Linked DNA regions of Zea mays: all the other regions are linked to region 3. A link is a contact called in public Hi-C data. All regions are on one chromosome and are shown on one strand. The core of a region is the stretch at or near the end of the contact, and the rest is flanking DNA. Distances in the headings are between cores, read along the strand shown.

Evidence for each region. A called contact is a pair of places that touch in the nucleus more often than the background predicts.
Region 1: a Hi-C map of ear shows a contact between it and region 3, with 2.0 times the contacts expected there. The contact joins the enhancer-like site here to the promoter of LOC100217078 in region 3. A contact is called at or near these places in 4 of 25 Hi-C or Micro-C datasets (ear, endosperm and tassel).
Region 2: a contact with region 3 is called in a Hi-C map of ear, with 3 times the contacts expected there. The contact joins the promoter of LOC100273169 here to the promoter of LOC100217078 in region 3. A contact is called at or near these places in 5 of 25 Hi-C or Micro-C datasets (bundle sheath, ear, endosperm and 1 more).

Annotation. Positions count from the first base shown.
Region 1 is chr9:83,105,994-83,109,731 of Zm-B73-REFERENCE-NAM-5.0, forward strand. No RefSeq gene overlaps it. Among protein-coding and RNA genes, the nearest start is that of LOC109942555, 140 kb to the right of the region's middle. Within about 2 kb of position 2,283, at least 16 of the 20 cell types and tissues checked have an H3K27ac peak or open chromatin away from gene starts, as enhancers often do. A contact at or near this core is called in ear, endosperm and tassel, where this site is marked.
Region 2 is chr9:82,699,426-82,703,175 of Zm-B73-REFERENCE-NAM-5.0, forward strand. LOC100273169 (Plant L-ascorbate oxidase) reads left to right here and starts at 2,054. Exons shown (of 5, transcript NM_001147615.1): 1 at 2,054-2,429; 2 at 2,519-2,611; 3 at 2,734-2,946. The coding sequence starts at 2,160.
Region 3 is chr9:82,882,310-82,885,980 of Zm-B73-REFERENCE-NAM-5.0, forward strand. LOC100217078 reads right to left here and starts at 1,553. Exons shown (of 3, transcript NM_001348790.1): 1 at 1,269-1,553; 2 at 965-1,176; 3 at 1-251. The coding sequence starts at 91.

The DNA of each region.
Region 1 (3,738 bases), core at 1,033-3,532, 220 kb after region 3:
TTTTCTTTCCTGATTACCCCAATATGATTATGGATTCGAAGAAGAGGAAGAAGAGAAAGGTAAAAACTAAGCAAAGTAATGTCCCGAAGATACGGTACGAAGCTACACCTTCTCAGGCTTCTAAAGAAACTGTACTGATAATATAAGCTTTTTTGAAATGTTGTCTACTTCGGTTGTACATTACTTAGTTATTTTTCGAACTTATGCAAGCCGCTCACGAAGTTGCTATTGATTTTTCTATCCTGATTACTCTGACATTACTTAGTTGTTTTTCAAACCATATTTTCTCCGGCTTCTAGAGTATATCTGTCATGTTATTTTGATGTCATCTTTTTACAACAACTTAACCTTTTCACCAAAGTAAACATAAATATATTCATCCGATATGTATGGTGATTTTACCACTAAATCGAGCCATCCAATTTTTCGCGCTCTCTTTCTCTCTCTTGTTTATTTGGTATTCGAAAAATTTCCTTTAGACGATTTATTTTTCTGTTTGCCTTTTTCTTTCCAATAAAGGGTGAAACACACTGTTTGAATGCACTAGAGCTAATAGTTAGTGACTAAAATTAGTTAGAGACATCTAAACACTCAAGCTAATATTTTAGCTATTAAATATTTTTAGTAAATTAGCTACTAGTTAGCTAATTATTTATTAGCTAGCTAATTATACTAGTATATTTTTAGCTAACTAACTATTAGCTATAGTGCATTCAAACACCCCTGAGACTACGACCAATTAAAACCAAAAGTTGGTCTGATCGCTATTAAGTCAAAATGAAATAAAGCAGTGAAAATGGAGCACCAGCAAGGGATTGAATTCTTAATAATCTACACAAACACGTAGTGTCCATGATCTGCTAAAGTGCGCCGGAGCTTATTATTCCTTAACCAAAGAATACTCGACCTTCTAACCTTGCTTACTCAGTGTTTTATTCTTTGGTCATTGCTTAACCAAAGTACATTAATTCTAGAATGATATTTTATTGTCTTTCCCACCTATTTGCCCAGATTGGAATGCAAACGAAGAAATTCACCTCCTTGAGGTAACATTGTGTTTGTTGGTTTGTTTGTTACATATACTTTTTCTGGGTAGTAGTGCTTAATTGTTACCATTCATGATCGAAGGGAATTGAAGAAAAAAAATGTATGGTACAAAGCCTAATTTACAATGTATTGGTCATTACACAACATCTACGACGGTGCAATAAAAGAGTTGGCATTTCGTAGCTCGATATTATACCTCATGGTTGCAGGATATGTCTCATGGTAATGGCAAGAACAGGAAGGAGCCTTCTAGCTATGGCCAACGAGAGAATAGAACACGAAACGCTGTAAGGACCACTTTGTAGTATGTCAGTGGCGTGATCAGGCCATGATTGGATCGGTGGACGTAAGGTTAATGTTTGTTAATCCGGGGGCCCGTCCGAAGCACCGGAGGCTGTCATGGCCGCAATCCTAGCTCGGCTTCTTCGGGCAGACCACGCCGCCGCCCGTGCCCCGCGGAGCCCGTTCCCAGGGCGCACACTCCACATCGTCGGTAGTATGCCTCTGTCGGCCCGCCGTGGAAGCCATCATCATCACACGGGCTGGCGCCACCGAGTCCAACAGCTGCGTTCCTTGTTCCGGCTCTGCGTCCAAGTCCAACCCGTGCGAGAGCACACGGAACGAGTGGGAGTGCGAGCGAGCGAGCACGCAACGCAACGCCTAGTGGAGGGCCATTCGGGAGCCAAGCGCGTTTCTGTCCGGTCCTTCCATCCATTTTACCCCAAAATTGCAACTCGATCTGTCGCTCTATTTCTCGATGTAGCAAAAGACGAAACTGATACGCCAAATTTGTAATTTTTGAAGGTAATCATTAAACCCTCGAAAATAATGTCATTTGATACTATTTGTCCCATAACGATATACTAGTTATGTCCCACGGCTTCGGGAAATTTTGGCTTCACTGTTGTAACTCTTTATAATTAAGAAGTACCATTAGAAGTCACAATAAATAAAATTGACATGATAACTGACGAAAAAAGAGACTAGCAAAATAAACAACACGTTGTATTCTGCGGCTAGGACAGAGCGCATTGCCTCTACTCTGGTACGTGTCAAACTGCCAATGTGTGAGCCCTTCCAATCGACTATAAAAAAAATCAATTCCAAGCTGGCGAAGCAGTCTCTATAGGCAATGATGCGTGCGCTTTTTGGCCCCGATCCAGGCCGATCCTCCCTGGTGAGGCAGGAGGCCTATCTCCCTGGGGTTTCACGCCAGTCGCCGGCAGCCCCGAGGCGTATCATGAGCCCCGGCGCACGGTAGCCATGATGGCGAGCTCGCCTCCCAGGCTCCCACGCACCGCAGCGTGGGGGATTCTTGCTGCCCTTTTCCCGTCTGTTTGACGCAATCATGCGGCGGGGCTGCCCGCGTGTCGGCCTCCTGTCCTCGTCTGTTTCTCGCGCCGTGTCTGCGCATATATACAGGGTGGCCGGATACTCGAGACGGCAACTAGGCGACAGTACGTACGTACGTGCCCATGTGATGTCCCCTGCTAAACTCGATCCACTGGAAGAATGTTCCATTACCCTTGCTTGCGTGTATCCAAGAATTGTACGGGTCAAGCGGAAAAAAGACCTAGACAAGCTTTCGATCGGTGAAGTAGTCGGTCGATTTTCGTCAGGTTTATATATATACTCTCTTCGTCTCTCCTCTCTCTATAAAAAAGCAAATATGGATTGCGTGACAGTTAAAATAATTTATATTTAATCAATGTTCTAATATACAGTTTCATATTTATAGCTTTACATTAATTTATTACAAAAAATATAGCTTATTTTATAATTAAATCGTATTTATTTGATATTTTAAAAACATAACTTAAAATAATAAAATATGAGACTGTTCTAGAATTATATTCTCTTTAGTCTCTACTATATTAGAGCATTAGTTTTAATGATTCCACTATTTTCACACGTCCGTTGTGCTCCCTCGTATTTAAATAATAAAAATGCTAAAATTATGTATAAATGATGATCTAAGCTATGAATGTTTGTTCTAAACTCACATTCATCAATCTAGCTAATAGAACACACATGTCATATCTTTGTGTTTCATATTCTATACTTAAGCATAAATAACAATCGTAGTAATACATAGGCACTTTGCTAGTACATAAGAATGTAGCAGCCCTATAGATCATTTGGTTCCTGGGTGATTGTTTAGAATCAGATAAAATATAAACATGATGTGTCCTTGTGTTAAAATCCACATGCGTAAAACCAAACCCGTTCAGGTGGGATTTTAGGATTCTAAGATATTTTTTGTTATCCAGATAAAAAGAACTATAGGAACGGAACTGGACCTGCTTATCATGTCAAAAGAAACGTATGTGTTGGACCAAAGTATCACATGCACCATGTCTAATATCTATATCTAATATCTATAGATAATATAACTAGCTCATAAATGTATAGAAATGGTTTATCAATTCCATACTTAAATCCACGACATAATTAATGAAGAAATGGATTGTGGTAAAAAAAATTATCTAACTAATGATGGTTTATTTCACCTCGCCTCTCTTATATCTTCATCTACAATAACATCTGAACCTCTATTTCTTCGACTAGTCCATAACACTATTGGTTTCGGACAATGGTATTATAATTTATATAGAATCAAAAGAAGAAGAAAAATTAATGTCTAGACATGGAATTTTTTCTATAATTCCCTTTGGTTCACAGGATAAGCAA
Region 2 (3,750 bases), core at 804-3,303, 180 kb before region 3:
GTGAGGACCACTATGGGAAAAAAAACATTTATGTGCTGTTTTGTATTATGTGAGTTTTGTCAAAGGAAATAGAGATGGACCACCTTATGAAATGCTTTGGTAGTCCATAATGTCAACCACCCCCTAAAAAGGTCCCATGTGAGGAGGTACTGAGGTAGCATATGAATTCCTACAAATGCCTTACTTCCAAAGACCGTTAACATTTGCATAGAGGTACGTGACCCCTACAAATGTTTTATTTTTTGAAGATCCTTATGTAGATCCCATTCCCAATTTCTAAAAAAACATTGTGACCTTGAGGACCCCCCACAAATGTTCCATAATGTTTTACTTATGCCGTTAACATTGTGATGCCATTCCCAATTTCTTATGTAAATGTATTTTCTATTGTGTCAAAGAAAATATAGATGTTTTATTTTTGAAACGTATAGTACTTATGATTGAAAGACTCAATGTTGTATTATACGGTCCCTTAGCCGTCTATTATAGTTGGAAAACCGATCCAGAGGCCTCTAGTTTATATATACATATGCCTTTATTTCTGAACACCCTTGCATAGAGTCCATTGCAAAAATGTACTCCTAGGAATTAATTTTACCCGCCTCTAAAAACCAATTCTTTCTGTAGGAGTAGAGGTTTTCCCCTCCCTCGTTTTTTTCTCTGTCATGCATGCATGTTCGTTATTGTGCTTCCGAACGTGTCCTGTCCTGGTCAACGTTTGGAGTGTGAGGCGAATATAGAATCCGCTAGCTGAATGAATAAAAAGCTACGATAATCCGTTTTGCGTGCTGGGCACTTAATTAATTCCGTAGCAAAAAAAATGCGGTCACAAAAAAAACAGGCAAAAAGGAGTTACGTGTGTTATCATGCACCTGAAACGGCCGGCGCTTTGTATGTAGTGCCTTTTAAATTTTATCTTGACTCTTAAGGCAGGCATTATGAAGAATGACACCATGATGGTTTTCACTCGATGCAAGAAGCACCAGATAGGCGCCCATAGCGTTGTGAACACAGCAGGATTTGAGCACCACAGGAACAAACACATGCTGAATTCGCAAATAATAATAAAGTACAGCCGCACTAGACTAGACGCATGTAACCACGTAGTGCAAGCTGTATATATAATTGTATTCCCCCCACTACGCGTAGCTTTTTTTTCCCCGAACAGTGAGGCTATAGCTGGCATACCTTCGTTTTTGGATGAATATTGTTGATCTGTAGTATTTTGTTAGGTGGTTGTGAACATGCATATATGCAGCGCATATTTGTAGCGGTTACATATGAAAATGCCTTTACAGGTTGTGTGTGACCTTACCAAAAATTCAAAAACTACGTTCGCACAAACTTTTCATCTTCGCTGGCGAAGGAACAAGAAAGAGGAGAAACGCTCCTACCAAATAAGAAGCGACCACCAAACAAAAATGCATGGGGGGGCGTGCATGTGTGTCAGTGTGTCTATGTGGGGGATCTATCTATCAGAACGAAACATGACAGCGCCGAGACGTTTGCATAAAACCATTTGGGTAGAGGCACGGAAGTAGCCATCCTCGATATCGTCACATGCAGCACAGAACAGCGCAGGCCTATGAGACGATACGCCCAAAGCAACGCAACGGGGGGCGACGTCGACCGACCCTCTTTATTCCTCGACCAGAAAGACGCATCGGAAACTATGGGGGGAGGGAGGCCTGAGGCATTTCTGCAGCACTTTGGCGAGCAACCGGGAAACTGCCTATATTAACGCAGGCGTTCCTCGCAGAAACAAACAGCAGCCTACTCCTCCTCCTGCTGCCTGCAACCTAACTCCACTAACTGCTACGGACTAGTGTTTTTTTATATTTATTTCAAAAGCTGGTCACCATTTTTTTTTTCAAACGGAGGGTTGTAAAAGTGACTGAGATGAAGGGGAAATGGAACAGTGACTGAGGTGATGAGAGATAAGCATCTTTTCTTTGGCCAGCATAAATCGCCCCCCAAGCGCTGCTCAGGTCATCTATCTCCCTCTTTGCCATCCGGCCCATCCCCAGCCTGTGTTTGCATCCCATTTGCTTCCCCCCCTCTTGCCCATCCCCTGTGCTGTGCTGTGAACTGCGGCCGGGGGCATCCTTGTTGGGGGGTGGCGTAGGAGGCTGCTGACACTACTGCAGAGCAGGGCAGCCATGAGGCTTCCTCTCCCTCTGCTGGCCCTGGTGTGCTGCGCCCTGATGGCGCGCCAGCATTGCGCTGCGGCGGGCAAGGCCCGGCACTTGAGGTGGGAGATCAGCAACATGTTCTGGTCTCCCGACTGCGAGGAGAAGGTGGTGATCGGCATCAACGGGCAGTTCCCGGGCCCGACGATCCGCGCCCGGGCCGGCGACACCGTCCACGTCCAGCTCAGGAACGCGCTCCACACCGAGGGCGTCGTCATCCACTGGCACGGCATCCGACAGGTACGTAACCATCTCTCCACATCACTTCGCTAGACGCTGGGCTTGTGCTTGGAACATTGTTGCATGGTCGTCATGGATCATGGTGGCAGATCGGGACGCCGTGGGCGGACGGCACGGCGGCGATCTCCCAGTGCGCCATCAACCCCGAGGAAACCTTCACCTACCGCTTCGTCGTCGACAAGGTGCTGCTGAGGGCCACACACACCCATGGCTCATCCACCCATCCATGCATCTGCTTGCTTCTTTATGCATGTCATGACCGGAGGTATACTGAAGAAATTTCCTCTATTTCGTGGCCGCGCAGCCGGGGACGTACTTCTACCACGGGCACTACGGGATGCAGAGGGCGGCGGGGCTGTACGGGTCGCTGGTCGTGGACGTGGCGGAGGGGGAGGAGGAGCCGTTCCAGTACGACGGCGAGCTCAACCTGCTGCTCAGCGACTGGTACCACGAGAGCATCCACACCCAGATGGTCGCCCTCTCGTCCAGGCCCTTCAGGTGGATCGGCGAGCCACAGGTACCACCAATACTACCATGCATGATCTCTCTGGTTATCGTCATAAGCTTCATCTCCGTTCCTGTCATGACTGCAGTTCACTAGCTGCATCTCTGTTTGATTTGATTTCGACAGCAATTTGTGAAACACTGTAGCTTTCTGAAAGGGCAGTTTGAGAAAACACACACATGCAGCATGCAACTGATATATGAAGCATTGCATCAAGTAGGTTTACAAAATGACATTGCAAAACACAGATGTAATTCAGTTGCACTCTAGCTTATTGTCAGGTCAAAATCAGGTTCTGACCAAGGTGCCTTTTGCACTGATCCTGGAACGGACATTGCAGAAGGAGATTACAAAATTAATTCCTTTGAGGAAACATAACACGTTACATGATACTCCTAATTTGCAATAATGACGCTTACCACTGGGCCGCTTCAATTATTGTGCCTTGACGTAGTACTAGTGTGTCGAGAAAAGTACAAGTCATGGCCTGGATTTGCTTGCTCTCAAGATTTCTTTAGCTCGTTCACATGCATATCGTGGCAAGCCGAGGGAACAAGTAGTCGTAGATGCAAGCTGTCCGCTCGCTTCCTTGTACACTCACTCGGTTTCCTCTTTGATCAACCACGGAAAGAGACGCTGCGTGTCCAACAGTTTAGGTATATGGTCACTACAATTTTGCACTGCCATCTGTATTGTTCGTAGAGTGAAATCTGAATTTAGGTACGAGGATGAGTAAGCTGCTATGTGATAATGTACGATGGTGCACCTCCATTATTGGGCCCGGCATATATACCGATATCTAGAAATTAGAACAGT
Region 3 (3,671 bases), core at 303-2,802:
CGGCGCAGTTGGCGGCGACGTCGTAGTCGTAGCCGTAGCCGCCGGCGCCGGCGCCGTAGCCACCGTACCCGTAACCGGGGTCTCCCTGCATTGGACCACTCGAGTCGTGTTGCTTGATCCCTGGCTGTGTTTGTGTTTGGATTGCTAGGAACTGAATCCAAAAATTGCGTTTCGGTTAGTTTGGTTCGGGTTTGAGGTTGCTCGGAAGGCGTGCGGCAACGGGCTTCAGCAGCTGGCGGAAGTATTCGGGCCTGCAACAAGTAATCAACGGAAAACAAATTGGAGTGAGAATAGTAGTTATCGGTTACGGTTTATTTTCGGACAAACTTGTTCTACAGTGCTGTGTGTTGCGAACTCGAGTCATTAAGGATCAGTTTAATGGAAGGTGAGAAGAGAGCACAGCACAAAGAGGCTAGACTGCTAGAGCAATTTGGCAAGTTGTACATAGCAAAGTGCACGACGATATTAGAGCGAAAAGCTAAAGCGAGCACAAGTGTCTACCAATTCGTGAACAGCAATGCCGGTTAAAGGTGGCGACAACGTATGGTTGCGAGTTTTTGTTTTTATTTTTTTTGGATGCGCTTGCCGACTCATAAACTAGCTTATCATCCTATGGGAAGTCCATTAGAAGCGCGAGGATGTCGCAGAACAGAGGAGGATGTACAACTAAAAACAGAGTAGCGAGGTGGTGGCCATCTTTTGACTGCGCAAAGCATTTCGTCAAACACGCTGCCCTATCCCTCGCCGTTGACGTCGAGAGCCGCCACGTAGTGGACCCCGATCGCTTTCCGATCTACAGTTCTACGTTAGTCGTAGCATAACAGACTGCACCAAGTTGCTCACCCACGTAGGAATGAACAGGTGACGGTGCGATGCTTACAGTTTACAGCAGCTGCGCGGCAATGCCAAGGGGAAAAGAAAAGCTCTAAGAGAATTTTGAACAATGCAACGGAAGGAAGGAGACCTGAATCGTCGACGACGACGTGAGGCTGCGCTGACCTGGCAAAGTTGCGTAGAAGGCGACGGCGCCACTTGCCGTAACGACCGGCGCCAAGGCTCTCCTCCAGTCGAACTCAAAGCACGGCCTCCTCAGGCGCCGACCTCCCGACGATCGGAGCGGCACAAACGGTCGCCACCTACGGCATCCTGCCCCTCGCGCTTCGTTTCGCCTTACGCCTGAAACAGCAAAGCTCTGATGAAGTCTCTAGAAAACTGGAACAGCCAGCATGTAGCGGCAGTGGTGGTGGTGATGGTGAAGATCACCATACCTTTCACGGCTCTCTGGAACGAAACGACGATACCAGTGGAGAATGGAGGAGGAGGGTGAGCAATGGAACGCGACCGGACAGGAAGGAAGGAAGGAAAGGCCGCTGGACTGCGCGCCGGCAAAGGAGAGGCACAGGGTTTTGTTTTATACTGCTAGTGTAACGGATGAACAGCGAGCGGCCGGTGGTGGATTGGATGCTCCGATAGTCCGATTGGTCGCTCCCCCTCCTTCCCCTTCACTGTCTCCTGTTGCTCGTTTCCTTTTCGAGGCACTTCTTTTGAGTGTGATACAGAGAGAGAGGGAGGGAGAAGGTGGAGCGGCGAGGGCGAGCGGCAGTGCCGAGCGCAGTGATGGGAATGGATGGATGGGGCGCGGAGCTGGAGACGAATTAATGAGGTGGCGTGCGCACTCGATGGGTGCTGTGGGTGCGCGTGCCGCTTCCCACCGTGCTTGCTCGCTCTCCTCCCCCAGGCACCGAGGCCCCGCCGCACCGTCCCGCCAGCCCTCCGCACCCGATGGCACGCGGGGCCCTGTCAGGGAGGAACCCCACGCGTCAGCGACAAGGGGGACGCCGCGCCACCGTCGACGGGGACCCGGGTCAATGGAGGTGGGCATCGTGGCAGAGCAATCCATCCCAACTTCCCGAGCACGAAGCAGGCTGGCTGGCTGGCGAGCGAGCACGCACGCACGCACGCTGCCGTGAGGGGGGAGGGCATTATGCGGCGCGCGTGGAGGGGGCGCACGGGCGGCGTCGGATCCGCATCGTGCGCCGGAGGGATGCCGTGTTCGGTGCCGGGCCCCGCCACGGCGCTGCGCGCGTGCCCCCGGGGCCATCGATGCGCGCCTAGGGACGCTGGGCGGTAGGCCCGCGCAGACGCAGGGACAGGCCGGTCCGGGGCTAGCCATCATGCTGCGGGACTTCAGAGGATCTGTATTCATCATGTGTATAGCCTAGTTTTTTCCTAGAAAATATTCAATGTACCGTTCTGTTTACCACTGCTCTAGGGATTGTTTGGTTCGTACGTACGCAGTTTGACACGCCGCGCTTTTGGCATTACCGTAGCGTACGGTATAGATGTTATCCGGTATAGATGTTATCCGATTATTCGAAGAGCTTAATTATTCGATAAGATAGTTTTTTTTAATATTCGTAACATATCTAGATTTTGGATCCAAATCCGAATAGTATAGTATATGAATAAAATTCGTCGGATTTTGAATATCTAATATCTTCCCGTATATATCTTCTCGGATAGCAGGATAGTTGTGTGCATTTTTATGGTTTTCTAAAGAAAAAAATTAATAGTACATAAATAGCCTTAAAAATTATGAAATTTTACGAAGGCACAACATATGTCCATATATAATTTTAAAACAAAATATTTGGACCATAAAATCTACAAGATGTCATCGTTTCTTCCGTTTCACTTCCACTTATTGCGTTAGTTACATGTGAAATCAGTCTAAATATCGATTTAATCAATACATCACTTTATCATTTTCATATGGGGACTTGAGATGATCTTATTATAAAATGTTTATTAGTCTTGATAATTTATTTGTATTTTTTGTCGATGCTATAATATTTTATGAATTTAATTATTTTTAAATAATTTTTGCAGAAATAAACTAATAATACACAAACAGCCTAAAAAATTTATGAAATTTTACATAGGCACAACATATGTCCACATATAATCTTTAAAAAATTGGACCATAAAATTCACAAGATATCAATGTTTCTTCCATTTCTCTTCCACTTGTTACGTGGGTTATACGTGAAATCATTTTAAGTATCCAAGTTCCAACATAATCAATACCTCACTTTATCATTTTCATATGGAGACTTGAGGCTATCTTATTATAGAATGTTTATTGGTATTCGTAACTTATTTTCATTTTTTGAAGTGATAATATTTTATTAATTTAATTGTTTTTATGATTTTATGTAGAAAGAAATCAATAGTATACGTGTAATCCTGAAAAACTTTTGATGGAGGCACAACATATGTCCACGTGTAATCCTAAAAAACTTTTGAACCATAAAAATCATAAGATGCCAATGTTTCTTCCATTTCACTTCCAATTGTTGTGTGAGTTACACCTGAAATCACTTTGCGTATCAAAGTTTCAACATAATCAATACTTCACTTTACCCTTTTCATTTGGGGACATGAGATTATCTTATTATAGAATGTTTATTAGTCTTGCTAACTTATTTGATTTTTTAGTTGACATTATAGTATTTACGAATTTAATTGTATTTTGATGATTTTTGTAGAAAGTCGCTTAGAAGGGGTGAATATGCAAAACCTAAAAATTATAAACTTTGAACAGAAACTTCACCTAGGGTTAGGGTTAGAATGAGTAATAATGAAATCGGAGTGCAGAAGAGAGTTCTTCT